Regions from separate parts of the Mus musculus genome. Here regions 2, 3, 4, 5 and 6 are each linked to region 1. Evidence: chromatin contacts called from public Hi-C, HiChIP or PLAC-seq, Micro-C and promoter capture Hi-C data. All regions are on one chromosome and are shown on one strand. Each heading gives the region's core, a stretch centred on a gene start, on an enhancer-like site or on the middle of the called end of the contact. The rest is flanking DNA. Distances are from core to core; before and after follow the strand shown. Region 1 holds the start of Gnb2 (guanine nucleotide binding protein (G protein), beta 2). Region 2 holds the start of Lrwd1 (leucine-rich repeats and WD repeat domain containing 1). Region 3 holds the start of Prkrip1 (Prkr interacting protein 1 (IL11 inducible)). Region 4 holds the start of Tmem120a (transmembrane protein 120A). Region 5 holds the start of A430033K04Rik (RIKEN cDNA A430033K04 gene). Region 6 holds the start of Ywhag (tyrosine 3-monooxygenase/tryptophan 5-monooxygenase activation protein, gamma polypeptide).

Evidence for each region. Promoter capture Hi-C pulls out the DNA fragments that hold promoters and counts their contacts. A called contact is a pair of places that touch in the nucleus more often than the background predicts. HiChIP or PLAC-seq counts read pairs in DNA pulled down with a chosen protein or histone mark.
Region 2: a contact with region 1 is called in a promoter capture Hi-C map of liver, with 5 times the contacts expected there. The contact joins the promoter of Lrwd1 here to the promoter of Gnb2 in region 1. A contact is called at or near these places in 2 of 39 promoter capture datasets (erythroid cells and liver).
Region 3: a Hi-C map of CD4 T cells shows a contact between it and region 1, with 7 times the contacts expected there. The contact joins the promoter of Prkrip1 here to the promoter of Gnb2 in region 1. A contact is called at or near these places in 1 of 484 Hi-C or Micro-C datasets (CD4 T cells) and 1 of 115 datasets of contacts at active chromatin or transcription factors (pancreatic cancer cells).
Region 4: a contact with region 1 is called in a promoter capture Hi-C map of pre-B cells, with 2.7 times the contacts expected there. The contact joins the promoter of Tmem120a here to the promoter of Gnb2 in region 1. A contact is called at or near these places in 2 of 39 promoter capture datasets (liver and pre-B cells) and 1 of 484 Hi-C or Micro-C datasets (B cells).
Region 5: a contact with region 1 is called in a Micro-C map of embryonic stem cells, with 6 times the contacts expected there. The contact joins the promoter of A430033K04Rik here to the promoter of Gnb2 in region 1. A contact is called at or near these places in 1 of 39 promoter capture datasets (pre-B cells) and 1 of 484 Hi-C or Micro-C datasets (embryonic stem cells).
Region 6: a contact with region 1 is called in an HNF4G HiChIP or PLAC-seq map of pancreatic cancer cells. The contact joins the promoter of Ywhag here to the promoter of Gnb2 in region 1. A contact is called at or near these places in 1 of 39 promoter capture datasets (pre-B cells) and 1 of 115 datasets of contacts at active chromatin or transcription factors (pancreatic cancer cells).

Annotation. Positions count from the first base shown.
Region 1 is chr5:137,531,328-137,535,653 of GRCm38.p6, forward strand. It overlaps Gnb2 (guanine nucleotide binding protein (G protein), beta 2), which reads right to left and starts at 1,979. Exons shown (of 10, transcript NM_010312.5): 1 at 1,812-1,979.
Region 2 is chr5:136,134,616-136,138,941 of GRCm38.p6, forward strand. It overlaps Lrwd1 (leucine-rich repeats and WD repeat domain containing 1), which reads right to left and starts at 1,459. Exons shown (of 15, transcript NM_027891.4): 1 at 1,257-1,459; 2 at 1-118. The coding sequence starts at 1,336. It overlaps Alkbh4 (alkB homolog 4, lysine demethylase), which reads left to right and starts at 1,530. Exons shown (of 3, transcript NM_001347492.1): 1 at 1,530-1,679. The coding sequence starts at 1,563.
Region 3 is chr5:136,196,545-136,201,120 of GRCm38.p6, forward strand. It overlaps Prkrip1 (Prkr interacting protein 1 (IL11 inducible)), which reads right to left and starts at 2,410. Exons shown (of 6, transcript NM_025774.3): 1 at 2,231-2,410; 2 at 1,236-1,314. The coding sequence starts at 2,356.
Region 4 is chr5:135,742,030-135,746,172 of GRCm38.p6, forward strand. It overlaps Tmem120a (transmembrane protein 120A), which reads right to left and starts at 2,143. Exons shown (of 12, transcript NM_172541.2): 1 at 2,019-2,143; 2 at 252-370; 3 at 1-53. The coding sequence starts at 2,099.
Region 5 is chr5:138,621,351-138,625,585 of GRCm38.p6, forward strand. It overlaps A430033K04Rik (RIKEN cDNA A430033K04 gene), which reads left to right and starts at 1,509. Exons shown (of 4, transcript NM_183025.2): 1 at 1,509-1,638. The coding sequence starts at 1,600.
Region 6 is chr5:135,932,143-135,936,490 of GRCm38.p6, forward strand. Ywhag (tyrosine 3-monooxygenase/tryptophan 5-monooxygenase activation protein, gamma polypeptide) reads right to left here and starts at 2,499. Exons shown (of 2, transcript NM_018871.3): 1 at 2,181-2,499. The coding sequence starts at 2,267. It overlaps Gm40346 (a long non-coding RNA gene), which reads right to left and starts at 2,174. Exons shown (of 2, transcript XR_868594.2): 1 at 375-2,174.

The DNA.
Region 1 (4,326 bases), core at 729-3,228:
GGGGGAGGATGAGGGGAGAAGCTAGGCTGTTCGTGGGGTTGCCTAGGCAACCGTCACCCGGACTAAGAGCACCTCATTGGTGAAGTGCCCCCACCCTAGCCTCGTTGCCAAGGCAACCGCATCCGCGGCAGAGACCTGTAGGGTGGGTGACCCCACCCCCGGCCCCCATCGCCCCCGCCCGACCTAGACTCCCGCCTCTTACCCAGAACCGGCCAGGGTGGCTGTTTACAGGATTTGGGAAAAGCCGATTGAGCACTAATAGGTTCGGGACGGCTCAACCCGGGATAATCCCCATTCCGGGCCGGCTGCACCCCATTAGCTGCTGGTCAGTGCGAGAGTAGCGGGGAAGGCAAACCCCCAAGCCGCCAGCTCCCTTCAGCGCCGAGGTCGCCCGCCCCGCTGCGCCCGCACAAAGCCCGTGGGAGCCTCTCAGAAGTAATTAGGGCTCCGAAGAGAGGCCCCTGGCCCCGGGGCGCGGAGCTGCTCTCTCCCAGGCGCCGGCGAGCGGCCCCAGGCGGCTCGGCCCGATGCCCCTAGGCACCCCTAGAGCCCAGCTCTGTGCTCAGCAGCCCCCGAGGCCTAGCTGGCACCACTCCAGCCTCCGACGTCCTGCCTTCCCGGGACACCTGTGCGATCTGGCCGTGTACACTGCACTCTGGCGACCCAGGCGTCCCCCACCCAGCTCCCACTTCCCCCAGACACTGGGCGTTCCTCTTCCCCGAAGATATTTCCCCTCCGTAAGTTCAGCTTTCTGCGCCAGTGCCAGAGGATGCCCCTCCAAAATGAGGGAGGGGGCAACGACATAGCTACCACCCCACTCCAGCTGTGAACAAAAGCCCCTTCCTTCCAGCTGACAGCAGCCCAGGCCTGGCCTCAATGACACAGGCCTGGGGCAGAAGGAAAACAGGCCAGGAAGAAGACACTGGGTCGGGGGCCATGCTCCCAGCCCTTAGATCCCCATTACCCTCCAACGTTCCCTCAGCAGCTCCTCGATTCTAGGGATAAAGCAACCATAGCCCCCCCTCCAAAAAAAAGGGTGCCACCGCCTCCGCAGGTGTGAGAGGAGGAAAGAGAGGGTCCTCAGATCTGGCAGCTGGACGGCGCGGGCTGGCCGTGCTGCGAAGTGCAGTGGGCCAGGCCCTTCAGCTCGTAGGACCTCCATTTTGCCCAAAAGAAAGCTGGACGAAGGGGACAGGCGACTAGGTGCCAGACCTGGGTAAGGATTTGTAAAAAGAATAAGGTGCTGAGATCTCCAGCTTAGGGGTCGGGACTGAGAAAACACTGCCAGAGCCCGAATCAAGGGGCAGTAGGGTGGAGACGAAGACAAGGGTGGCCTTGAGGCCTTAACTGGATCTCCTAGGATTCTGGAGTTCTGCAAGGCTAATGCAAGCAAGGGTGTGAAACGAGTGGGCACGAGGGCTGTTACCCAGGGGCAGGCAGCAGGGTGGTGGTGGGGAAAGGGGGCGGGACAGGACATAGAAGAAACCCAGAATTTAGCCCCCCAACTATTAAGGGATCAAGAGGCAGGCGGGGCTGGGATGAGGGGGGTCTAGATTTTAAAATAATTGCCACTGATATTGCAGGGAGCGCATGCATTATTGAAGCCGAGGGTCCCCCCCCCCCCCCCAGTTCCCCTTCCGGGTTTGGAAACGACCGGGCCAGAGGAAGGGAGGGGAGGTCTGGGAGTTACGTCCGTTTCCCAAGAGCCAAACCCGGGAGACGGAAGGAACCGAGGCTTCCCCCTGCCACACACACACCCGTGGGAATTTGGGGCTGGGGGAGATGAGGACTCCTTTTATCAGCGGAGGTACCTGAGGTGGTGGGACTCTGCCAAGGGGTCGCTTGGAGGAGCGCGGGAGGTCCTGTCTTCCTCCGCGGCGGAGGCGGCAGCGGCGGCGACGCGGATGGATTTCCTCAGTCACCCCAACTCAACCGTCCAGCGCAGCTCTCCCCAGAGCGGAGGGATCCCGCCCGCCAGTGACGCGGCCGTCGCCGCCGCGCCCAGGGCCAGGCTGGACGAGACCAAATACTCAAGTGTGTGGGGGGGAAGGCTAGAAGCGAAAACACCACTCCAGGAGCAAAAGATGCCTCAGCCACAATAAAAGCACAATTCCACGTTTTTCTAACTCATCAAAGATCACACGACGTAGTTTATTTCCAGAAAAGGAGCAAGACATCCTCTCTAGGGACAGCAGAAGTGGTATAGGCATAAGGGAGGGGGGAAAAAAAAAATCCCAGGTCACGTGATCGACCTCCTTCAACCCCCCCCCCCTCCGGATTGGGCGGCTCCAGACTGGAGGCAAGAAGGCCCAATTCTCGGGTTGGCCACGCCCCCTGGTGAGGCCACTCCCTTCCCGGAGGCGGAACTAGGGAAGTCTAAACCAGTGCAGGACAGTGGGGCAGAAAAAGACAGCGAGTGGTTGGTGACCACTAGAATCCCATAAAATGCAAGTTAGAGGGAATTACACCCAGACAGTTCTTCAAGCGCAGCACTGTGAGGGGTTGTAGGCTTCCTAGACTAGGCCTCATACCGCCGCAGCAACAGTCCATATTTATTGATTTGCATACTTAAAGGTTTTTGTTTTATGATAGAGTTTCAGGAGCCCACCACGTAGCCCAGGATGACCCTAAACTGATAATCCTCCTGCTTACATCTACCAAATGCTGGAATTACAGATACACAACCCTGTGCCTGATTTATGCAGGGTAGAACTTAGGGCTTCATACATGCTAGGCAAACACTCCACCAATGGAGCCACATCTCTCACCAATACTTTTGTTTATTAATCCTCATGATGCTGACTATGGACTCAGGCTGCAGAGTTGAGATGCGATCTCAACTTTAATAACCATTGAAGAAAACTACACTGTGGAGCACCCCACCGAGGGAACACAACATAAGAATGTGCCTGGATTTCCATATCTGTTAAATGAGTATATTGAAGGTTACCCTTGAGTCTCCTGGATTGTTGGAGAACTGTCCCGTCCCCCGTCCCCCCATAGATTGTGAAAATGTTTTGGTAAAGTCCGAGTTGTCCTGTGGCCTTTGAGACAGTCCTCGGAGTTTAGGAGATCAAAACACACTATTCAGCCGGGCAAGGTGGCACACACCTTTAATCCCAGCACTCGGGAGGCAGAGGCAGGTGGATTTCTGAGTTTGAGGCCACCCTGGTCTACAAAGTGAGTTCCAGGACAGCCAGGGCTATACAGAGAAACCCTGTCTTGAAAAAAACAAAACAAAACAAAACAAAACAAAACAAAAAAAAAACACTATTCAAAATAGACTGTAGTGAAGTATACTCGTAGAGAGGAAAGAATAGAAAGTTCACATTTGTCTTCACCCACATATTGAACTAGAGGCCAGCCTGAGCCACAGGAGACCTTGTTTCAAAAAGTGTGTTGGGGGACAGGGTTGGAGAGATGGCTTAGTCAGCAAAGTGCTTACCATGCAAACATAAAGACCTGAGTTTGATCCCAGAAAACCAAGTAAAAGAAAAAAAAACCCAGGCACAGTAGCCACACCTATACTATAGCCCCAACACTTGCAGGCCAGGATGGAAAGAGCCCTGAGAGTTTGCTGGTCAGGGAGTTCATGTGAGAGCTCTCAAGTTCTGTGAGAGATCTTGTCTCAGATATTAAAGCAGGAGCAGCTGGCTTGGCAGTTAAGAGCACTTACTGCTTTTCAAGAGGACCAGGGGTCAGTTGCCAGGCCTCACATGGTGTCTCATTACCTTCTGTAACTCCAGTTCAGGGAATCAAATGCTCTCTTCTGATGCACCAGGTATGTCATGCAATGCGCACACGTGCATACATGCAAAATATTTATACACGTAAAATAGCCACAGAGTAAATGAGGATGCCCCCACCCCCCTCTGCCAACTTAAACCTCCAAAGCATCAGATGTGGTGGCCCACACTTGTAAAAGCCAGACCTCCATAACAGCACCCTGTCTCAAAACCACAGAACAGAAAGCAAAACAACACCAGCAAGGCCACTCGTTCACCTTTCCCTTTAATTGACATTTATTACGCACAGATTATTACACGTGCACTTATGAATCCCATGACTTATATAGATAACAGGTTAAACATTACAGTTTGGAAAAGATCTTATAGATAGTTTTACTTCGGTTTCCTCAAAGTACCGAGGGCCAAAGTGACTTCCTTAAAGCCACATAGATGAGCAAGCTGCCTAAAGCCAGCCTCTGCAGAGCCACATCCTCCTCAGGCTGGTTTCAGTGTTAACGAGTTTCCCTGGTTTAGCTCATCCAGCAATATTCACTGAGCCCCAGTAATGTACAGACGTTATCCTACTCCCGGAGGATAG
Region 2 (4,326 bases), core at 209-2,708, 1.4 Mb before region 1:
CAGGTTAGCAGGCAGCGTCTCCAGCAAGTTGTTAGAGAGGTCAAGTTCCCTCAGCTTCTTCAGGCGCCCCAGGAGATTGGGATCCAAGTGCTCTGAGAGCAGCTGCAGCCCCGACAGACTGGGGTGAGGGCAGAGAGCAAGAGAGCTGAGGGAGCGGGCCAGACCCTCCCATTAATTACCCCATCTGTCCCAGAGGGATTTCCACCAACAAAGTTCTTGTGCAAGCATGAAGCTTGCTTTAGACTTGGCTAGCCTGAACTATGTAGACTAGGTTGGCCGCAAAACTCAAGAGATCCCATCCTACACAACTCATTGCGTAGTCCAGGAAAGCCTTGAACTTAACTCTCCTCCCCCTACCCACGTGCTGAGATGACAGGCATGTGCCACCCCTTGGGAGCTGTTCAGGTGTTGATAGGGATGGAACCCTAGGGATACTCAGGCTCTGTGCATGTCTAGTAAGCAATGTAGCAACTGAGCTATGCCAACTGTTCTAGCCTTCTCACTTCCTAACTTACCTTTCTATGTATTACAGAGTGTCTATGTATCTGTGTGTGGTGTGTGGATAGGAATGGGCACAATCAAAGCGTGATTAAGGGGGTCATGGTTTTAGGGAGCTGCTTTGCTCCACTGTCTGGGCCCAAGGGATTGAATTCAGGCTTGATGACAGACAGGCACCTTTATCTGCAGATCATTTCTGTGGCCCATCTTCCCTCCCTTAAAGAGTACTTTGTTGCCGGGCAGTGGTGGCACACGCACGCCTTTAATCCCAGCACTTGTGAGGCAGAGGCAGGTGGATTTCTGAGTTCGAAGCCAGCCTGGTCTACAGAGTGAGTTCCAGGACAGCCAGGGCTACACAGAGAAACCCTGTCTCAAAAACAAACAGGCAAGCAAACAAACAAAACAAAATGACTTTAGAGCCCAAGACTTCCAAGTTCCTTCTTGTTTTTACTAGTTCCTGCTAGCCCGTTCCGTGCTACACAGGATCCCTCAACATCCCTTAGTATCTCATCAGTCTTTCCACTCCGCGCAAGGCTAAGGGCGTTCGCTCCAAGTTTATCTGACGCCGGGCGTTGGCTGCCAATCTCCCACATCTCCGTTTGGCGCGAGATTCGACTGGGGCTCGAATCCCGGATAACAGAATAACCCGGGCAGGAGGAGGAGACGGAGGGGTCTGAGCCTTGCATTCCGCCCATCAAACCACCCTGGCGGGGAAGAACCCCACGCCCCGGATCCGCTTCAACCCCACATGCTCTTACTTCAAACTCTGAATCTTCCCCAGCTTATCCGTCTTGGGTCGCCCACGTTGCAGGAGCAGTTGCGGCGTGAGAGGAGCCATGGGTGGCCGAGGGCTCAACCGAACCCGCGCCTCCACGAAGTCCGGTCGCTAAGGCCCGCTGCCGGGGAGCCCAGGAGGTGGCGCACAACAAACCCTTTGCGAGTCCGTTGCGACCGGAAGGAAGTAGAACGCCAGCCTTACGCCCCACCTCCTGCTTCTGCGATGACTACAACTCCCAGCGGCCCCTGCGTCTCGCGCCTGCGCTCTTAACTGATCGGAGGACGCGATGGCGGCGGCGGCTGAAGTTTCTCTTTTGCAGGAGTGCGGCTGTAAGGGCATCCGGACCTGTCTTATCTGCGAGAGACAACGCCACAGGGACCCGCCCTGGCAGATCTGCCTTCAGGTACGGACTAGGAAAAGAGTCATAGCCAGAAAATCTATTCATCTTAATGGGAAACTAAGGCCCAGCTTGCCTGTAAAACAGCCAAGGACCAAAGCCTCGCGGTAGGTGAGTTGTTTGGAGCGCTTATATCTTCAATATTCACAAAACCCAAAAGGTGGACCAAGTGCCATCGGCTGATTAATGGAAGGGCGGGGAAATGCTGGTGCACGCCGAGATCTCTGCATTTGAAAGGCAGAGAGGCTGGAGAACGGACCTCAGCCGCCCAGCAGGTTTTAGGAGTTACCTTGGCAGTAGGGAAGCGGCTGTCACACATCATCTCTGTGACTTTGGGGGGTGAGGGGTGGGGGTGGGGGGCAGTGGTAAATAACTTGGACTGAACGGGTCTGGTTTTGAGTGAGCTTCCGGAGCACAAGGGAGACTGCATGGAAATGGTAGGGAGTGCTGAACACTAGGCCGCCTGTATTAGACAGGGAATGAGCGACTTAAGACAGCACAGGCAGCCGGGCAGTGGTGGCGCATGCCTTTAATCCCAGCACTCGGGAGACAAGAGGCAGGTGGAATTCCGAGTTCGAGGCCAGCCTGGTCTACAGAGTGAGTTCCAGGACAGCCAGGACTACACTACAGAGAAACCTGTCTCCAAAACAGGCTTTGATTTGGGGGAAATTTTTTTGGGAAAACAAACCTGTATGAATCAGCTTTACAGCCGGGCAGTGGTGGTGCATGCCATTAGACTTAGCACTTGGGATGCAGAGGCAGGCAGATCTCTGTGAGTCCCAGGCTAGCCTGATCTACATAGGGAGTTCCAGGAAAGCCCATCTTGAAAAACAAAAACAAATCTGTCTTACAAGATACTAATAGGATCAGGAGTCAGGTAGGCCAGGAAGAATGTTAAAATGTTTCCCTTCTAGCTCTCTGTTGACCAGGCTAACACCTTCCATCAAAATGGGCAATGGATGGATGAATGAATGAATGAATGAATGAAAAATAACTTCAGAGCATTTGTATGGCCCTGGCAGTGCTGTAGCAAGTTGCTGGGATGCATAGCCAGGGGAATGCTTGAGTAGAGGCCTGAGATAGGAGCTGTGGGTGGCTGAGGCGACAGACACTTAAAGAGATCAAAGGGGCCTGAGCCAAGTTTTTTGTTTTAGTTATTTTCTTTAGTTAGAGGCCCCAGGGCGCCCCCTCCATAAGCTAAGATTGCAAGCATATGTCACTATGTCTGGATCATGGCAGCATTCAGAGTGACCAAACACCCAAGTGTTTATTATATCAACTGGTGAACTGAAGAGTGGGCAGTGTTGGTGCTGGCTTGAGGGAGGTCAAAGATATCTACATAGCAAGTTTCAAACCAGACTAAATAAAAGCCTGTCTCGACAGGAAAGAAAGAGGCAAACCATAAACTAATAAGAGATTTTTAAAAATCTCGGATATCCATGCAGTAGATATAACCTTAGAAAGGAAGGAAATTCTGACGCGAGTTCCATATGGATTCACCTTGAAGATGTGCTGCTAAAAGAAGGAAGCCAGTCTCTAGCTGGAGGCGTGGTCTGGAGATAGTGCACCTGCCTAGCACCGCCCAGGCTGGAGAGATGGCTCTACACTTAAGAACACTGACTGCTTCGGGCGTGCTGGCGCAGGCCTTTAATCCCAGCACTCGGGAGGCAGAGGCAGGCGGATTTCTGAGTTCGAGGCCAGCCTGGTCTACAGAGTGAGTTCCAGGACAGCCAGGGCTACACAGAAAAACCCTGTCTCAGAAAAAAAAAACCAAAGACCTAAGTTTGCCTCCCAACACCCAAGTCACTGGCGCCCTCTTCTGGCCTTGGAGGGCACATGTGCATGCCACACACAGATTCAAACATAGAAAGAAAGAACTGCCCTAGTGAGGGGCTTGGGATGGACCTCTGTGGTAGAGTGCTTACCTAACATGCTAAGGCCTGGCTCATGTAGCCCAGGCTGGCCTTATTCACTATATAGTGAAAGATGACCATGAACTCTTAATGGTCCTGAAGACCAGGATTACAGACCTCTGCCGCCACACAGGTTTTTTTGCAGTGCTGGGGAAGGAACCCATGGCTTCATGCATGTCGGGCAGGCCTATACCATCTGAGCTACAGCCACAGATTTATGATGCCCTACATTTTATGTACATTGGTGTTTTGCCTGCATGTGTGTCTGTGTGAGGGTGTTGGATCTCCTGGAACTGAAGTTAATGGACAGTCGTGAGCTCTCCCGGTTGGTTGTCTGGAAGAGCGGCCAGTGCCTTTATTCGCCGAGCCTTCTCTCCAGCCCTAAGATGGCGTTTCTACTACTGCATCTCTTAGTCTCAGAGGAGGCAGGAGCAGGGCTGAGGAAGACACACATCTGTGGCTTCCAATAAGCATTGGCCAGCCCCTGGCCACCCAGACCACAGCCTTACGGTTAGCCCTGCTTCTCAGACTCCTGGTGCAGGCTCCTGTCCTTTATCTTTTTGCTCCTGAGGGGTCGGTGATAGTCACAGTGCCAAAGGAATAGTGCCCACATCCCCCAGCCTCAGGCCAGGTCCTCAGAGAAGAAAAACACAAATGAGAGAATGAGAATCCCATGCCCTGAGGCCTGAGGCCAGGTTCAGGCTGCATCGCCCCTGCGACTCCAGGCTCCTCTCCAAGTT
Region 3 (4,576 bases), core at 1,160-3,659, 1.3 Mb before region 1:
ATTCCATGGTGGAAAAGAACTGACTCCTCTGACCTCCACAGGCACCACGGCGTGCACAAGCACATGTGCACAAGCACACACAAATAAAATCTTTAAAAAGCATAAGATGTCATTTCAAAGAATGAGAAAATCAGGTACAATGGTTCTGCTGGCTAGTTTTATGTCAATTTGACACAAGCTAAAGTCATAGGCGGATCATACCTCCAGGAGATCTGCCTGTAGGGCATTTTCTTAATTAGTGATTGTTGAGGAGGGCCCAGCCCATTGTGGGTGGTGCCATCCCTGGGCTGGTGGTCCGGGTTCTATAAGAAAGCAGGCTAATCAAGCCAGTAAGACACCCACCATGGCCTCTGCATCAGCTCCTGCCTCCAGGTTCCTGTCTTGACTTCCTCCAATGATGGACTGTGATATGGGAGCCCTTTCCTCCCCAAGTTGCTGTGGGACATGGTGTTTCATCACAGCAATAGAAACCCTAACTAGGACAACGGTGGATGTTTCTGATGCCAGCACTTAGGGGGCAGAGGCATGAGGAGTATGAGTTCAAGCACAGCCTGGTCCACACAGTGAGACCCTACCTCAAAAACAAAACATCGTATTGAAGAGGGGGCCTGGAGCTCTTCCCTGCCCAGTCCGTTTGTCTGATCATGTGACACTTTAGCAGCTTTTAAAGCCTCTGAATAAAATGGTTTAACCACAAGAAACAAAACAAAACCAAAAGCATAACTGGGAAACCATTATCTACTGTCAAACCATAAAATAGCAAGGAGTGCTGTCTCCTGTAAAGACAAAATAGTTTTCCATATATATAATAGAGGGCACCTGATCGCTTTACAGATGGTTGTGAGCCACTATGTGGTTGCTGGGAATTGAACTCAGGACCTATGGAAGAGCAGTGTTCCTAACCACTTAGCCACCTCTCCAGCCCCAGACTAATTTTCCTATCAAAGATCTAGTTGACAAGAAAAGAAAATAGTGTTTCATATTTCCCCTTAAAAACTATAAACCCGGGGCTGGTGAGATAGCTCAGTGGGTAAGAGCACCCGACTGCTTTTCCAAAGGTCCGGAGTTCAAATCCCAGCAACCACATGGTGGCTCACAACCATCCTTAACAAGATCTGACTCTCTCTTCTGGAGTGTCTGAAGACAGCGACAGTGTACTTACATATAATAAATAAATCTTTAAAAAAAAAACAAAACAAAAACTATAAACCCCTGACACCCATAAGAGACATTACCCATGACATCTCGGACAAATTCTGGAGGCGCTCGAGGAGCCCATTCATTCATTTTCTCTGGAATTGGAACTGCTTTGTCCTGGAACAGTTAAACAGAAAAGCATCTATGAACATACACTTGCTGAGGAAGGTACATCCCGTTTGACGATCTCAACTGAGCACGCTTCTCAAATCTGGAGCTGACTGAGTGTAGTTCTGCTGCCCTGGCCTTACTTCATCCACTACACCATGGGGTCTAACGTGGGCCAAAGTTCTCCTGCGCTAAACAAGTCTGGAATCTACGTCACTAAGAGACGAGCCAACCTCTTCTAGTCAAAGATATGAGCTGTCTGTTTTACGAGGCCCATTGAAGAGGTAAAGAGTGATGTGGTCCAAATTTGGCGTCCAATGCTTCTTTAATAATGGCTGCTATTTGGAGTTGTACACTTTTGCTAAGACATCGATTCTGGGTTTTGTTGGTTTCTGAGATAGGTCTCACTGTCTAGCTGATCTGAAACTCACTACGTAGACCACGCTCGCCTCGAATTTGTAGCAAACTTCTGGGGTCAGCCACCAGAGTGCTGGGATAGCAGGTGTGCACCACCATACCCAGCTCCCACCGCTTTGGTTCATATATTAAAATAGAAAGGGCTGTGAAGCAATACTGAATAGTAGCGCAGGGCTGTCATCCCAGCTCGTAGGGAAGATAAGGTAAGAGGAGCCGGGATGCGAGGAGCCCGGATGCGAGGTCTGCCTATCTTACAAAGCCGATTCGGTACGGAACGTGGACAGCACGAGCAACGCCATGATACCGCAAACAGCAAACTAAGAAAAAGGAGGGTGTGGAGGGCTGGGCAGCGCCTTCGTGCAGCTACGCTGTAGGACAAGAACAGGAGCGAGGCTCCCTCCACGGGGCCGCCCTCTCCGCCCCAGGGTTGCTCTAGGGGGACTGAATGTAGCCTTGCTCGGTCTGGCGGCGGGGTGAAGGGACTGCGCCTCGGCCCACTTCCACTCACCGGGTTCTTCATGAGCCGCTCCAGCTTGAGCTTCTGCTCCTCGGCCGCATTCTTGGGGATGACCAGCGTCTGCGGCTCTTTCTTGGGCCTGGGCGGTCTCACAGAAGCGGCAGCAGGACTCGCCATAGCCGCTCTCCTACTCCTTTACGAAAGCTGCCGGCGGCCGCTCGTATTGATGACGACAGAAGAGCGCGCCAACCGCGCACGCGCACTCTCAAACCCCCGGGGGGAGGGGCGCTCTCCTGAGGCGCATGCGCACTCTCTCCTCGGAGGTACGAGGCAGTCCTAAGCAGCTTGCTTGAATATTCATGAACGCGAGGTCAGTGTGGTTTATTTTGATCATAGCACTTTAATTTCATTTCCTGTTTCAAAACAAATCAGGGCTGCCTGATTCTCACATCCGGAGAGGAAGAGACGGCCTTTAGTGATGATGAGTGGGCTGGCCCCAGGCGACGTCTCAGGTCCCCAAGGACTTCGCACAGCTTGCTCTGGGACTCTTGGCACGTCCCTCCCAGTTTCGCTCGCTCCTGGGCTTTGTCTTTTTTTTCCGTTTCTTTTTTATCTATTCTACTTTCTCCCTACCCCACTCTCTCTTCCTCCTCCTCCTCTTCTCTCCCCTTCTCCGCCCTCTCCATATCGTCTCCTTCCCTCCCTCTTTTCCTTCCTTCCTTTCCTTTCCTTTTTTTTTTTTTTTTTTTTTTTTTTTTTGTTTTTTTGTTTGTTTGTCTTGTTTTTCAACACAGAGTTTCTCTGTATATCTCTGTCCTGGAACTTGGTTTGTAGACCAGGCTGTCTTCGAACTCTCGGAGATCCGCCAGCCTCTCACACCCCGATTCCTATAATAATCTTATAATCTCCTTTGTAACTGAACTCTTAAGACAGACCCGATCTCCTTGGCCACGCTGAAAGTACAGCGCCACCAGTCGAGCCTGAGTATGTGAGTCTGTTTTAGAATAAAGGAAGTTGCCATTCCAATCTACCTGACGAGGAATTAACTTCAAGTCTTTCACTTGAAGGTGAAAGTAATGGAGAATGATGGAACTGCGGCCTTCTGGTGGTGGAGTGTTTTGTTGACCATGCGTGAGGCACTGAAGTAGCTCCCTATAGTAAAAGATGTTAAGAGCCAGCAGTGGTGGTGCAGGCCTGTAATCTCAGCACCCAGGGAGTTACAGGCAGATGGATCCCTGAGTTCAAGGCCATCCTGGTCTGTAGAGAGAGAGTTCCAGGACAGCCAGAACTACACAGAGAAAGCCAGTCTCAAAAAACAAACAACAAAAAAACAAGCAACAACAAAACAAGCAACAACAAAAACCCAAGATGGTAACAGTAACATCTTGTAGGCAAGGAAACTGAAACAAGTCCTTTATTAGAAGAAGCTTATTAGAATGAAAGGGCCTCAAAGCTGACTGTTGCTGGAGATGGAGGGAGAACAATAGACAGTACAGTATATGGATCTCTGAACGTGGTGGGGCCTTAAAGGGAGCAAGAGGCTTCCCTTTGGAACCTGGAGAGGAGCTTCATTAAAACTGGAAGGAAGGCCGGGCAGTGGTGGCACACGCCTTTACTCCCAGCACTCCGGAGGCAGAGGCAGGCAGATTTCTGAGTTTGAGGCCAGCCTGGTCTACAGAGTGAGTTCCAGGACAGCCAGGGCTACACAGAGAAACACTGTCTGGAAAAAAAGAAAAAAGAAAAAAACAAAACTGTGAAGAAGAGAAAGGAGAGAAGTCAGAAGAGGTAGTGTGTGGGGTACAGAGGAGCCTCTTCAGAAATCCAGGATAATCTTGCAGCAATCCCCCCCCCCACACCCAGGAGTGACCAAATTCCCAGAACATAGGAAGGGGCTTTTTTGGTAACTCTTTAGGGGCAGCACAAAGTTTCTCACCATATGGTTTAGTTCAGCACAGTGAATATGACACAAAACACAGAAGGGCAAGATGCCATAAACAGAGAGCTGCTAGATCACACCACTGACTGATTCTGAACTCTACCCCAGAGAGAGCTGCTGGCAGGTATGCCTGACTCAGGCTATGGGAGATGGCCTAAAGGCACAAGCCTGTAGAAGAAGGAGAAGGAGAAGGAGAAGGAGAAGAAGAAAGAAGAAGAAAAGAAAGAAAGAAAGAAAGAAAGAAAGAAAGAAAGAAAAGAAAGAAAGATAGAAAGAAAACTATCCAGAGGAGTGCAGTAGCACATACATGTGATCTTAGTATTTAGGAGGCAGAGGGACAGAGATTTCAAAACAAGCTGGGGCTATATCACAAGACCTTGTCTGAAAAAAAAAAATTAAGGGCACCAGTCATGATGCTAGGAACCTTTAATTCCAGTGCTTGGGTGGCAGAACTCTATGAG
Region 4 (4,143 bases), core at 893-3,392, 1.8 Mb before region 1:
TTTCCAGCTCCTGTGCAGCCTCCATGGACTCGGATGGGAGAGAGGGTCTGCATCTGGGAGTATGGCAGGAGTCAGGCAGGGCAGGTGGGAGAGCCCCAGTCCTGCAGGAACCCCTGTGAGAACCCTTTGGGACAGAGAAAAGGAACAAAACCCAGGGAGGAAGGATAGAAGAGCCATGCCAAGGGAAGCCCAGCGGAAATGCCCCTCCCCACGTCAACCACCCACCCCCAGCAAGCCGTCACCCCCCTCACTTTTTCAGCACCAAGGCCAGCTCCTGGAGCCGCTTCTTCTGCCGTGTGATGGAGTTTGTACAGTTGGCCTGGAGTTTGGTCAGCTCCTCTAGCTTGAGGCGATACAGGCGATGTGTTTCCTAGCATGAGGAGAAGGCGGTGGCTTCACTGGGGAGCTGCCCCGGCAGGGAACTGGCTCTCTCAGAGGTCGAACTTTCTGTGCTTGCCCAGGGACCTCCCAGAGACTGCTCCACTCCTGAAGCAAGCCAGGAGCTAGGCTTCTTCCTGTAATCTCAGACCCTCCGTGGTACATGTCCTCAACAACAGGTCAGTTGTCCCCAGCTCGGGTGGGCGTCTGAATTCTAAGTGGACTCTAGCCCAGTGGTTCTCGACCTTCCTAACACTGCAACCCTTTAATACAGTCCTCATGCTGTGCTGACCCACCCAACCACAAAATTGTTTTCATTGCTATTTCCTATCTGTAATTCTGCTATTTAGGTGATCCCTGTGAAAAGGTAATCCAATCTCCCTGAAGGGGTGGTGACCCACAGGCTGAGAACTGCTGCTCTCAAAGGGGCTGCCTAAACTCACCCCTTCCTTTCTCAGATCCTCCTACCTACCCAGCCTGAAAGAATGGAAATCAGGGATAGCCATGCTGCCTTCTACCCTGGCATTCCTGACGTTTCATCTCAGGTTAAAGGTCGTCAGGCTTCCCGCCCTAAGGCCAGTCCCTCCCATCCACTCCCCTCCTGCAAGCACCTTTGGTCCAAAGCTTCCCCAAGTACTTTGCCCTGGTGGGTGAGCCTTGCAAGTTGCAGCCTAAACGAAGGGCAAGGGGCAGTGTGGGGAAATCAAGGCAGGGGCTGAGGTCATCGTGGTGATGGCAAAACTGGGAGACATGGAGCTGTGTAGGTCTCTAGGGAGAGTTCTAGTGCCAGCGTTCTGGGGAAACCTGGACACATGAGGCTAGGCAACAGTCCAATAGAGGCAAAGGTCTAACCTAGTCTCCTATTGGCCAGGCTCCACTATTTAGGTCTGTTTCTCATGCCAAAATAAGCTGCCGCATCCTCCTCAAACTCTAGCATGTGCCACCTCTGCCCAGTGACAGCCTTCCAGGAAGCATTGGTTTCCTTCTCTCTGGTATGGAGACAGAGTGGCCACAAACAACACCATCCTGGGATGGGAGGTTTTCCAGTGGTCGCTCTACCAATCCAGGAGGTCCTGGTACAGTCTGCCCCGCCCACCTCTCCCTACAAGAAAGAGCCACATGTACTGGGCCTCTTCTTGTCCCTAGGTGGGCGCTGTCCCTCCGTCTCAGATGGCTGAGATTTCCCCAACCAGGCCCGAATTTTACCTAAACTTGCTTCCCTGCGGCGTTCAGCAGAGTTAGCCAAGGGCGGGGAAGGCGTTGTCCGGCTGCAAGTTTGCAGGGTAATTGACCCAAAAGGCTGGGCCCCGTTGGGTTCTGCCTCGGGTGACTGCTCTTTAGGAAGGGGACTGGGTCCCAGATCGGGTAGCAGTGCAGGGGGAGGGGCAACAGAAGAGTCCTGATCAGTTTTCAAGGCCTTTGCACAAAGTCGAGATATCCCGGCACAGAGGGATCCCGCCCAGGCACGCCGGGGACGCGCGGGCAATCCGGGCTCCCATCAGACATTTAAGAAGAAAAGTAGGGGAGAGTCTCGACCCCTGACCCCTCCGAGCTGCCTTATGTGTGACCTAGTACTGCCTGACCCTTGTCCCCGAGACAGAGACGTGGCTCGGGGCTTGGATGGCCGCAGGGACGCTCACCTGGATACCTTGGAAGTCCTGCTGCAGATCCTCCCAGTTGCGCAGGCAGTCGCCCAGCGGGTCCGGGGGCGGGGACTGCATGTCTTTGTCCACGCCACTGGCCGCGGAGAGCCGCGAGTGGGGAGGACGGAGCTGCAACCCCGGCCGGCCGGAGAAGCCTCCGCCACCGCCCCCGTCCGCTTCCGGGCTCGCGCCGCCGTGACTGCCAACGGGAAAAGGCCCGGCGTAATCTGCGCGTGAGCCCCGCCCCTAGGAGCAGCCAATCAGAGCCAGGGACGAGAGCTGGGCGGGGACATGGGCCCGCAGGGCGTCTCCTCGAATTGAGACCAGAGCTGGGCGGCCAGCATTTTTACCCGAGAAGTCTGCTTCCTCGGACCACTCACAAACCAAGGAGACACGTGCTTCTAACACTTTGAAATTTTTAGATAGTGTCTCACTATGTAGCTCAGCCTGGTCTGGAACCAAGAAATACCCCTGCCTCTGACTCGCCGCGTGCAGAGATTAGAAGCGTGAGCCACCTCATACTCTTCATACACTTTTGTCCTTGAGAAGCTGCGCCTCTCTAGGGACAGCCTTCGTCTCTCAGCTTTTACAGATACTCCTTTCCTGGCCCTGAGTCCTCCAAGCTCTCCTCCGTCCTTAACTTTTAGGCTGCCTCTCCTAAACTTCCTACCGTGTCACTTCCGAAGCCTTACCAGTGCGGTTCAAGTTACAGACTCGGTACAGAACTTGCCCAGCATGCTGGAAGCTCAGAGGGCAATTCACCCAAGCACCACACAAAACATCAGATGCAGTGCGGGGCAGTAGTTAAAGGCAGCGCACGCCTTTAATCCCAGTACTTGGAAGGCATAGGCAGGTGGATCTCTGAGTTCGAGGCCAGCCTGGTCTACAGAGTGAGTTCCAGGACAGCCAAGGCTACACATAGAAACCCTGGCGGGGGGATGGGGGTGGGGTGGGGGGTGGGCCGGGGGGGATCAGATGCAGAGGCGCATGCCAGTGATGCAAACATTTGGAAGGTGCAGACGGAAGAATCAGAAGTTCCTGGTCACCCTCGCCAAGGACACGCACTCACTCTACCTACCACCCACATCACACCCTACATTCTTCATCAGTCCCCTTGTAAGCGCCTCCACCCGGACTTGTTCTGAGTCTGAGGAAGAGCTTTTGGGACTTGTGGCCCATGAGGGGGCGCAGCAGGTAAGAGTGCCTGTGGCCAAGTCTGGTGACTTCAGTTTGATCCCAGGACCCACGTTGTGAAAATAGAGAATCGGTTTCAGCAACGTGTTCTCTGACGTCCACACAGGTACCATGGCACGCCTAGACATCTAGAATAAAGCTGGAGAGAAGCTCGGCTTACGAGCACTGGCTGCTCTTACAGAGGACCTGGCTTCAATGCCTAGGTCTACATAGTAGTTCACAACCATCTGTCACTCCAGTCCCTGGCGATCCAATACCCATCTCTGGCCTTCACTGGTACCAGGCCCACATATGTGGTGCATAGACATATATGCAGGCAAAAAAAGAAGTGCATGCAAGCAAGGCACAGTGCATAATTTTAAATATGGTGTAACAAAAACATGGAAGATTTTGTGGAATTTGGGGGGTTTGGGGATGTGGCTTAGTTGGCGAATGCCTACTTGCAGGAAGGCTTGGGTTTGCTTCCTAGTACCACAAGCTTGGTGTGGTTGTACAGGCCTGTATTCCTAGCAATTGGAAGAAAGAGACAGGAGATTCAGAAGTTCAAGGTCATCCTCAGCTACAAGACTCTGTCTCAAGAGAAAAGGAAAAGAAAAGAAAAACTAAACCTGGGAGTGTGTGGTGGGAGTGCCAGAGCATCTCCTTCACAGTGAGCTGGGGACAGAGTCTGTACACAGGGACTCAGAGGCGGTGGGTGGGCAGAGCTCTGGCTCTGGGAATGTGGCAAAGACCCCCGTTTTAGGGCCTCTGAAGTTTGGAGCATCCCTAAGGCTGGGTGGGAGGACCTGCACCCTGGGATAGACACGGTGACAGCTAGTCACAACACAAAGCATAGCAGGACTGGCAACATAAGCATCGCTGAGCACCCCTCCCCACCTCCCACCCCCTCACATGGGTAACCTCCAGAGTGAAGGTCCTCAGAGTGCGC
Region 5 (4,235 bases), core at 259-2,758, 1.1 Mb after region 1:
ATCAACTCCTGCTGCATGACTGTAAACACTACCAATTTCTCATTTTGTCACTTTGGTGCCTCTGTGTGTGTGTGTGTGTGTGTGTGTGTGTGTGTGTGTACATATATGTGTTTGTGTAAGTGTATGCAGACATGTACATGAAGGTGCCCCGAAGGCCAGAAGAGAGCATACGATCCCTTGGAACTGAAGTTACAGATGGTTTTGAGTCACCTGATATGAGTGCTGGATTTGAACTCTGGTCCTCAGGACAGAACTTTAAACGTTCTTAAGCCATTTCTCCAGCCTGTTAGCTCTCTTAGTCAGGTTCCTCCAGCTGTCCTTACTGAGTATTGTAAACTCTGCTGGTTCTGTCAATCAACGACATGCAATTTATCCTTTTACTTTTTTTCCTTGCTATATACTCAGTAAACACATTTATTCAAAACCCCAGATCATTCCCTGGACTACAGAGAAAAGCAGGTTACGAGGACTTGATACTGCTTACAAGTCACTTGACTAACAAAAGGTGCCGAATAGACACTGATCTCCATCTCCTCTTATTAGATGTTGCTGAGCTTACAAAAATATGTATAGAGCAGTCCCTTCTACTTCCTGAGACCAGGAAAGTCATAGCTCTCAAAAGGATTTTGTAGCTGTTCTGAGTGGAGGCAAGCTAGAATCTAAATACGTTTGAAGATCTTGTCCCAATAGCACATAAAAGTCATCAAGTTTTCACTGGTCAGATTATAAAGATATTTTAGGTGCAATGGGTCATTGCAATCAACATCACGTGTATTCATTTATTTCAAGTCAGGGTTTAGATATGCGTCCCAAGGTGCCATAAAACTCATCCTGTAGCCAAGCTGAACTTGAGATTGCGATTTCCCTGACTCTGTCTTTCAAGTGCTAAGGAGTACATACAGGCACGCGCCACCAAGGTTGACTTTGCCTGCAATTTTTAATCTGAATATAAGAAAACTTTTACAAGTCTCTTTCCATTTTGAAGGCAAAGCTAATGAGAGCAGATTTCAGAAATTTTGAGATGATTTTGAAAACGGACATCTTCCCATTTGTTTATTCGACTAAACACATGTACACATACTTAACTCATAATCACATATGACTTTATGTATAGAATTAAAAGCAAATGTGAGCTGTGGTCCAGAGAGGACTTTAGCAGGCTAAAAGCAACGCGTATGGACCTGAAGGCATAAGGTTTTAACAGAGGCTGAAGTCTTTGTGCATATACGCGACAGGACTCGTGGCTACCCCATAGCTGGAGAAGACCGAGGGTCAGGCCTCCTATAGAAGTCCAAACTTGGAGACGTGACAGGAGCCAGAGTCCCCAACAGCTGCAGCTAAGAACCTGTTAACCTGAGCTCCTTCAGCTGTGAGCTGGAGCCAACTACTGTCTTTCAGAGGACAGAGAACCTGAAGCTCTGTCCAATCAGAGGCCCTAGCCTCAAGACGTGCCCAATCAGACACACAAACGGAGGGTAGGGGCGGGCTTTGGCTGTCAACCAGCCTTTGTCTGGGACCCTCCATATTGGAATCACTGTATGCTGCTAGGGAAGCTGTTGCTCAGCTTCGGTGGCGCGGTGACGCTGTAAGTGCTGGGCGATGGTGAGAAGACGCCAGCGGCTCCCAGAAGTGGACATGGTGAGTGTACGTGTGGCGCCCGGAGGTGACAGTGCGGGAAGCGCTGTGGCAGAGCAGGGTCTGCGGTGAGGCCTCCTGGGCAGCTGATCTGGATCCCCTGGGCTGCGGGGTTGCTGGAGCCTGGGCGTCCTGTCCTTCTACCTGAGGGTTCTGGCGCCTTTTCTGAGCAGCTCTGCTCTGGCTGCCTGTTTGCTCCGGATCATGCGTGGCGAGGACTTGGTGGATCATCAGGGGAGAGTCTCTGAATGTGACGGTCATTCACTAAAGGAACTATGTTTTCTAGAATCCCCAGTCCCTTCGTTCTCTCCGTGGCCCACCTAGCCCGAACTTCACAAATGAATGGGAAACAGGGTCGCAAACCCAGAACCTAAGCCAGCTCCACTGCAGTCTACTACCTGTTCTTCCACATCCTCGCCCACACTCCCAACACGAAAATTTCCCCTTTCACCCATTTTGTATGGTCCTGGGCTTACTACAGGTACTCTGCAGAGCAGCTGCACTTTTGAAAGCCTCCCATTTATTCCAAATGATATATTTTCCTTATGGTAATCTCAAACCAATATTTTTTTCAAAAAAAAAAAGTTTTGTTTTCCTCCAGGTACGAGAAAAATTGATTTTTAAGTGTGTTTGTGTGTGTCTGTGTGTGTCTGTGTGTGTCTGAGTGCACCAAATGAGGGCAGTGCCAGAAAATGGCGTGTGATTGATTCCCCTGAAGTGAAGTTACAGCAGGCTGTGAGTTTCCCCATGTGGATGCTGGGAACCAAGCCCCGGGTCCCCTGGAAGAGCAGCAATTGCTCTTAACTGCTGAGCTGTCTCTCTAGTCCTGAGGATGTTTGTGTGTGAAGAGAGTAAAGTAGAGAAGAAACCCCTGAGTCCTTGTTTTAAAAAGACTGTGTCTTCTGTCCTACCCCCCCCCCCCCACTCTAGGCTAGGACAATTTATGAGAATACCTTTGTCTACTTCCCCCATAGGAACTGTGAGATGTCCTCATCCCCACCTCCATGTCTTTTCCAGGTAGTAGGTTTCTGAAGTGCCTGAACCGAAATGCTTATAATCGTCCCGTCTCGGGTCTCTTGGAGTATTTAGCAATACTGAGTAGACCTGAAATGTGGGGTGAACTGTGGAAGAGTGTGATGGAAGTGCCAAGGCCCTATAAGGCTGCCAAGAGGTCCAGTGCTGCTCGTTGTGTGTGTGTGTGTTTTCTACTACATAGTAATTAATTTCTAATTAACTAGTAATTCTATTTTTATCTGTTATACTGATATGTCTGTGTTGCTCTTAACAATACCATCCTTTGATCCATGTACATCCATCGATAGATGACTTTTGTAGCATTGGAACCCTTGGATATTTTATCACAGTATTTGAATTACAAACTGCATGCTAGTGTCGTGTAATGATAGCTGATCTTACTGATCTTATTCTAGGGCACTGGGTCCTCTCCTCATCTAAGAGGATTTTTGAGGTGTGGGGGTGCAGTCTCTCAGGGGAGCACCCAGATGCCCTGCTGCCAGAAGGAAAGTCCTGGTATACTGTCATCTAAAAGAAACTCTGTTGTTCCATTGTTTTGATAATATTTATTCTGTGCTGAAGCTACAGGAGGTCTGTTGTTTGGAATAACCAGTCCCTGGTGGGATTCAAGTGGCTACTGGGGGAGCATTCAAAGCCTTTTCAGGGTTCACACTGGTCTGTGACCTTTCATTTCTTCATTAATGCTGGGAGTTGAGCACCAACCAAGTGCTTTTGTGCCTGCCTAACACTTAGGGCTGGCTTACAGTTTCACAGGTCCATTATCATCATGGTGGAAAGCATGGAAGCATGCAGGCGGACTTGGTGCTAAAGGAGCTGAAAGTACTACATCTTAATCCATAGGTAGCAGAAAGGGACTACTTCCAACTGGGCAGAGTTTGCGCATAGGAGACCTCAAAGCCCGCCCCCAATAAAGCCTTACCTCCTCCAATAAGGCCAGCCGTCCTAATAGTGCCACTCCCTATGGCCAAGCATTCAAACACGTGCATCTTAATGGGCTAAACCTAACTAAGTTGGGTTTTGCTGGGATTCATAGCTATTTGCATAGGCCCAGTCTTTTCTGCTTCCAGCATTCAGAGGATTAGGATTAATTAATTAAAATGGGATACAGTAAAACTGAGACACTTGTTGCATATTAAAACTCGTTCCAGGAGAGACTGATGGACCTTGTTGTTGGGGTGAGCTGGAGGAGGGGAGGGAGCTTAGGAGGTGCTGAGCATCCATTCTGAATGCCAAAGCTTTACTCTTTTATTTATTTTTTCCTACTAACCAATAATGTTTTTATGAGATTGGATTAATATATGCCTTTTGTTGCTCTTAATACAAACTTCACATCCATATAAATCCATCAGCATATTTTATTTATATTAGGATAACTTGGACTTTGTTATTACAGTACTAGTGTTATATAATATGTTACTATCATGTTAGTAGCCAATCTTATTGCTCTTTCCTAGATTAATTTCATATATACTGTGGATACATACATGCACACACACACATATATTATGCATTTACACATGCATATATTGAATCTTACAGAAATTTTCCAGGGTTTCGTGCTTTTT
Region 6 (4,348 bases), core at 1,249-3,748, 1.6 Mb before region 1:
GGAAAATACTGTATGGGGTTCTTATTCCCTAACAGCTACTGCAGATGGCCAGCAGGAAGCCAGCATACTTTAAGGTTTTTATGAAAACCCTAAATGCACACCCTACCTCTTCACTCTGACCACAGAGACATTTTTACTTACAAATCCATTCATTTCCTCATTGTTGGTTTTTAAAATAAGAGAGATGAATGCTTAAAAACTTGAAAGTATCCTATCAACTTTTGTTACTGGGAGTGTTAAGGTGAATGGGCTTGCCTAGATGTCATTGCCCATTTCTAAAAGAAAATAAAATTTTCATTTTGGGGACCAAGGCCCATCTGGTAGAAGATGAAGTGTTCAATGCCACCTGGCTTATCAGCTCATTTCTGCATTACCTTGGACAAATGCCATCTGAAAACTCCCTACCAGCCCTTAGGTGCATTGCAGCCTCTGTGTCATTGTGTGTGACATCACTGGGTTGCTATGGATATAGGTGCGAGGTCACTCGCTCTCCTGTGGAACTAGAAATAGGGGAAAATTAGAGTCTAGATATCACAAACTGAAGACATTTCCAGCATTAGTGACCTACTGAGAGTCCAGTTTGTATCCTTTAATGGTTTAACTGTTATTTAAAAAAGGCAACTGTAACAACACACTAATACAATAGTATTTCTGGTTTTAAAACCAATTATTTTTTGTAAAACAAAAAACATCTGTAGCTTATTTAATTAGGAAAGGATAAGCACCTGGCCTTTTGAAAAAACAAAGAAAAAAAATCATTTAAAATTAAATAGTCTCTCTCTCTCTCTCTCTCCGGGTTTCATTTGTAAGGTTTAACAGGGAGGGGGCACTCCAGCACCCACTTTACACCAGAGATGTATTTAACAACCTTTGTTACATAAGATAGGAAGTTAGATATTAACAGAGTGGAAAACCCAATTATTAATTTTTGAAAACTGTAATAGTAATTTTTCTACTGAATTTTGGAATATTGAGCACCTCCCCCCCACCCCCGCTGGCAAACTGGTCCCCAATTCATTAATAAATTGAGAGTAACTGACAAAATGGTGCAACTAGTTAGGATTTTGCATCTCAGACAAAAATGCGACAGTATTCCCTTCTCGTCAGAACGAGGATACATTAGGTCAGAAGAAAAAAAGCCTCGGATACATTTAACAAAAAAAAAAAAAATTCTTTTAAAAAGACTTTTTCCCCTTTAAAATAAATCCTCCCAGCCTCCACCCAGTCTAGGCTCTCTGCAATATGACAAATGCAGAATCTTCTGGAATGACTTGATACTGCCTCCCACCACCGCTTTGTTTGCAGTATCAGATCAGACAGAATATTTTTTTACACTCAAACGAATTTCTGCAGACTCGTGCCTGCAATTAAAAGAGAAACTGCATATCTCAGTCAGTTAACATTCAAAGGCATTATAGTTAACCCTTTGAAATGGAAAATAAATAAAATGAAAAATGAAGATGCTATATAGAGGGCCATGAATGGGAATGCCAGCAACACACATATCCCTCCCTTCCTAACAGACTTGCTTTGGGGAATGGTTAAAAGGAAGCCTTTTGTTAAAAAAAAAAAAAACAAAAAAAAAAACGTGAGAAAGGTGGTTTCGATTTTACATCATTGAGGCTGGGTTTTTTTTTCTTTTTTCTTTTAGGAGAGGGGGTCCTACATTTTTTTTCTTCCCGAAACGTCTTTAAAGGATGTGTCAGTGGGAAAGATTGGGGGGGGGGGTGATGGAGTGGGGAGGCGGCAAACTGGGAGACCTGCTGAGTGAATGGGGAAGGCGCCGCCCAGACACCAGGGAGAGAAAGAGGAACCGCATCCATGCGGTCCCCCCGCCCCCACGCCTAAACTGGGAGGAGGGGAAGTGGGGCACAAAGGATGCGCACGGCCCCCAACTCAGGTCTCTGGACATTCAGGGTCACAGAGAGACCCCCACCCCACAGCAGAAACCAGCCACGCAAGACCCCGCCCCAGCCCCGAACTCGGAGAGGCTGGGAAAGAGGCCGCGTCACCACTCGGGTGCATGAGCCCCCGTCCCCAACCCCTCCAAGGAGTGAGATGGAGAGGTGACCCTATAGTCGTGACAAGACAACATGCCCCTGGAGCATGCCTTCCACGCCGAGGAACGCGGTGTCGGGAGAGGCTGGGGCGAGGCAGGGGGGAGGGGAGGAGACACTCACGTTCTTCATGGCCGCGGCCATATCGTCGTAGCGCTCCGCCTGCTCGGCCAGCCGGGCTTTCTGCACCAGTTGCTCGCGGTCCACCATCTTCACAGGGCTGAAGAGGATCGGCTGGAAAGAAGGAAACCGAAGACCGCCTTGAAGGGCTTCAGGAAAAGAGAGGAGCGGCTTGGAGCTCGTGTGTCGGAGGGACCGACCCACGAAGCAAGCTACTGAGACGAGGAGGAGAAGGAGGCGGCACGAGCTGCGACCGCGGGACCCGGCGCAAGGAGGCTGCGGCTCCAATGCGTGCCGCGGGCGGACAACCCCCTGCGGTCCCGCCCACACGGGTGACGTAAAAGTCACCGCCTACTCGCGCATGCGCGCGCCCCGCCCGGTCCCGCCCGGTCCTGCATTTACTGGGCTTCTCTTCTACTGGAACATTCGCGGTGGCTCTTTGCGATTTTCTCAGTGTATCCCCAGTACTACACTGCTCCCTAATGTGCCCCTTTCTTCACTTTACCGTAAATCCTCAGCTTCATCAAACCCACCTCTCCTTGCCCCCTGGGGGCCTCTCCCCCCCCCTTTTTTTTTTTTTTTTTTTTTTTTTTGCATAGCTTCTGGCGCGTGACCTCCTGGGAATTGTAGTTTGACCTGCAGCAAGCTGAATTACAGAGCAGACCAAGGACAAAGGGGTGGTGGAGACTACATCTCCCAGTGGGCATTGCGCGCAGGCAGAGGCGGACCGGATGGGGGGCAGGGTCTAACCCGCAGCCGCTGGGGACCCCTGGCGGGGAAGCAGTCTACACTAGCCTAAGCGAGTGCTGATTCACGGCCTCGCCCCATAGCCTCTGGGCAGTTGGAAGGAAAGAAAAGGTCAAGGCCTTAGATCTGGACTCTCTGAAACTGAAGTAACTGGTCATGGTGGAGGGGTAGGGGAAAAACACGAATATAAAGTAGGCAGAAGAAGTACAGACACCGTAAATCCAAACTGCCCAACCACCACCATGGAAAAGATGGAAAAGGTGAACCTGTCCTAGAGATGGCCGCGTGAATGATGCAACCCTTGGACAACTGTCTAACACACACCCACCATGGTTGCAGTCTCCAGTGATGCACTTTAACATCGGACTTAACTGGATGAAATCATAGAATGACACATATCCGCCCGGTATATTGCCTATTTTCCCTAAATGGTGTAGCTGCCTGCAGACTGACCCTGGGGGACTCCCTTCTTCCTCTCCAGTGAACTGGACCAACGCCTGCCTGAACGCACACCCGCTATAGTTTTGACTGCGTATTTTATTTTCATTGTGTTTTTATGAGTTGTTTGGTTTGAAGTAGGGTCTTACACTTCTTAAGGTGACTCTAGACGAAGTTCTGGAATTATAGGCATGCACCAACACAATGGCCTTGACTGTAGAGTTTTGCTTCATCCATTCAACACGTTGAGCACCGGCCCAGTTCCAATGACTTTGTACATTAGCACACAACAATACACAAAGCAGACAAAGCACTCGGCTCAAAAAAAAAAAAAAAAAAAAAAAAAGGAGACAACTGTTTGAACCCACAACAAGCAGCTGACTAACTTTTAACATACCAAAGTGAACCTGGCCTCCAGGTTCTCCAGGCCAGCTGGGGCACAGGGGGAGGGGCTGCCCTTTGCCCAGGGGCTCTTCCCTATATAATCCAGACTTTTTGTTTACCCACCCCTTGTTTTGCTCCTTTTGTACCTTTGGCTTCCTGGCTGGTTCCCCTTTCTTCATGGTTCAGGGTCATGACCACTCTGGACTCTTCCAGATGTGTCTGCGTCTGGCTATGCCTCTTTTATATCTTTTTTTTTTTTCCCCGAGACAGGGTTTCTCTGTGTAGCCATGGCTGTCCTGGAACTCACTCTGTAGACCAGGTTGGCCTCGAACCCAGAAATCTGCCTGCCTCTGCCTCCCAAGTGCTGGGATTAAAGGCATGCGCTGCCACCTTGCCCCTTTTTTACCTGTAATAAACTCTCTCCTTAGCCGTACCTTAGGACCACTCATATCCTTTCCTTTCTTTTTTATTAATTTGTTTTACACTCAACAATCAGGATTGGTCTTTAATCCCAGCATCAGGAAGGCAGAGGCAGCCAGATTGCTGGTAATTCCAGCCCAGACAGCATCTCAAAGATGAATGAATGAATGAATGAATGGGAA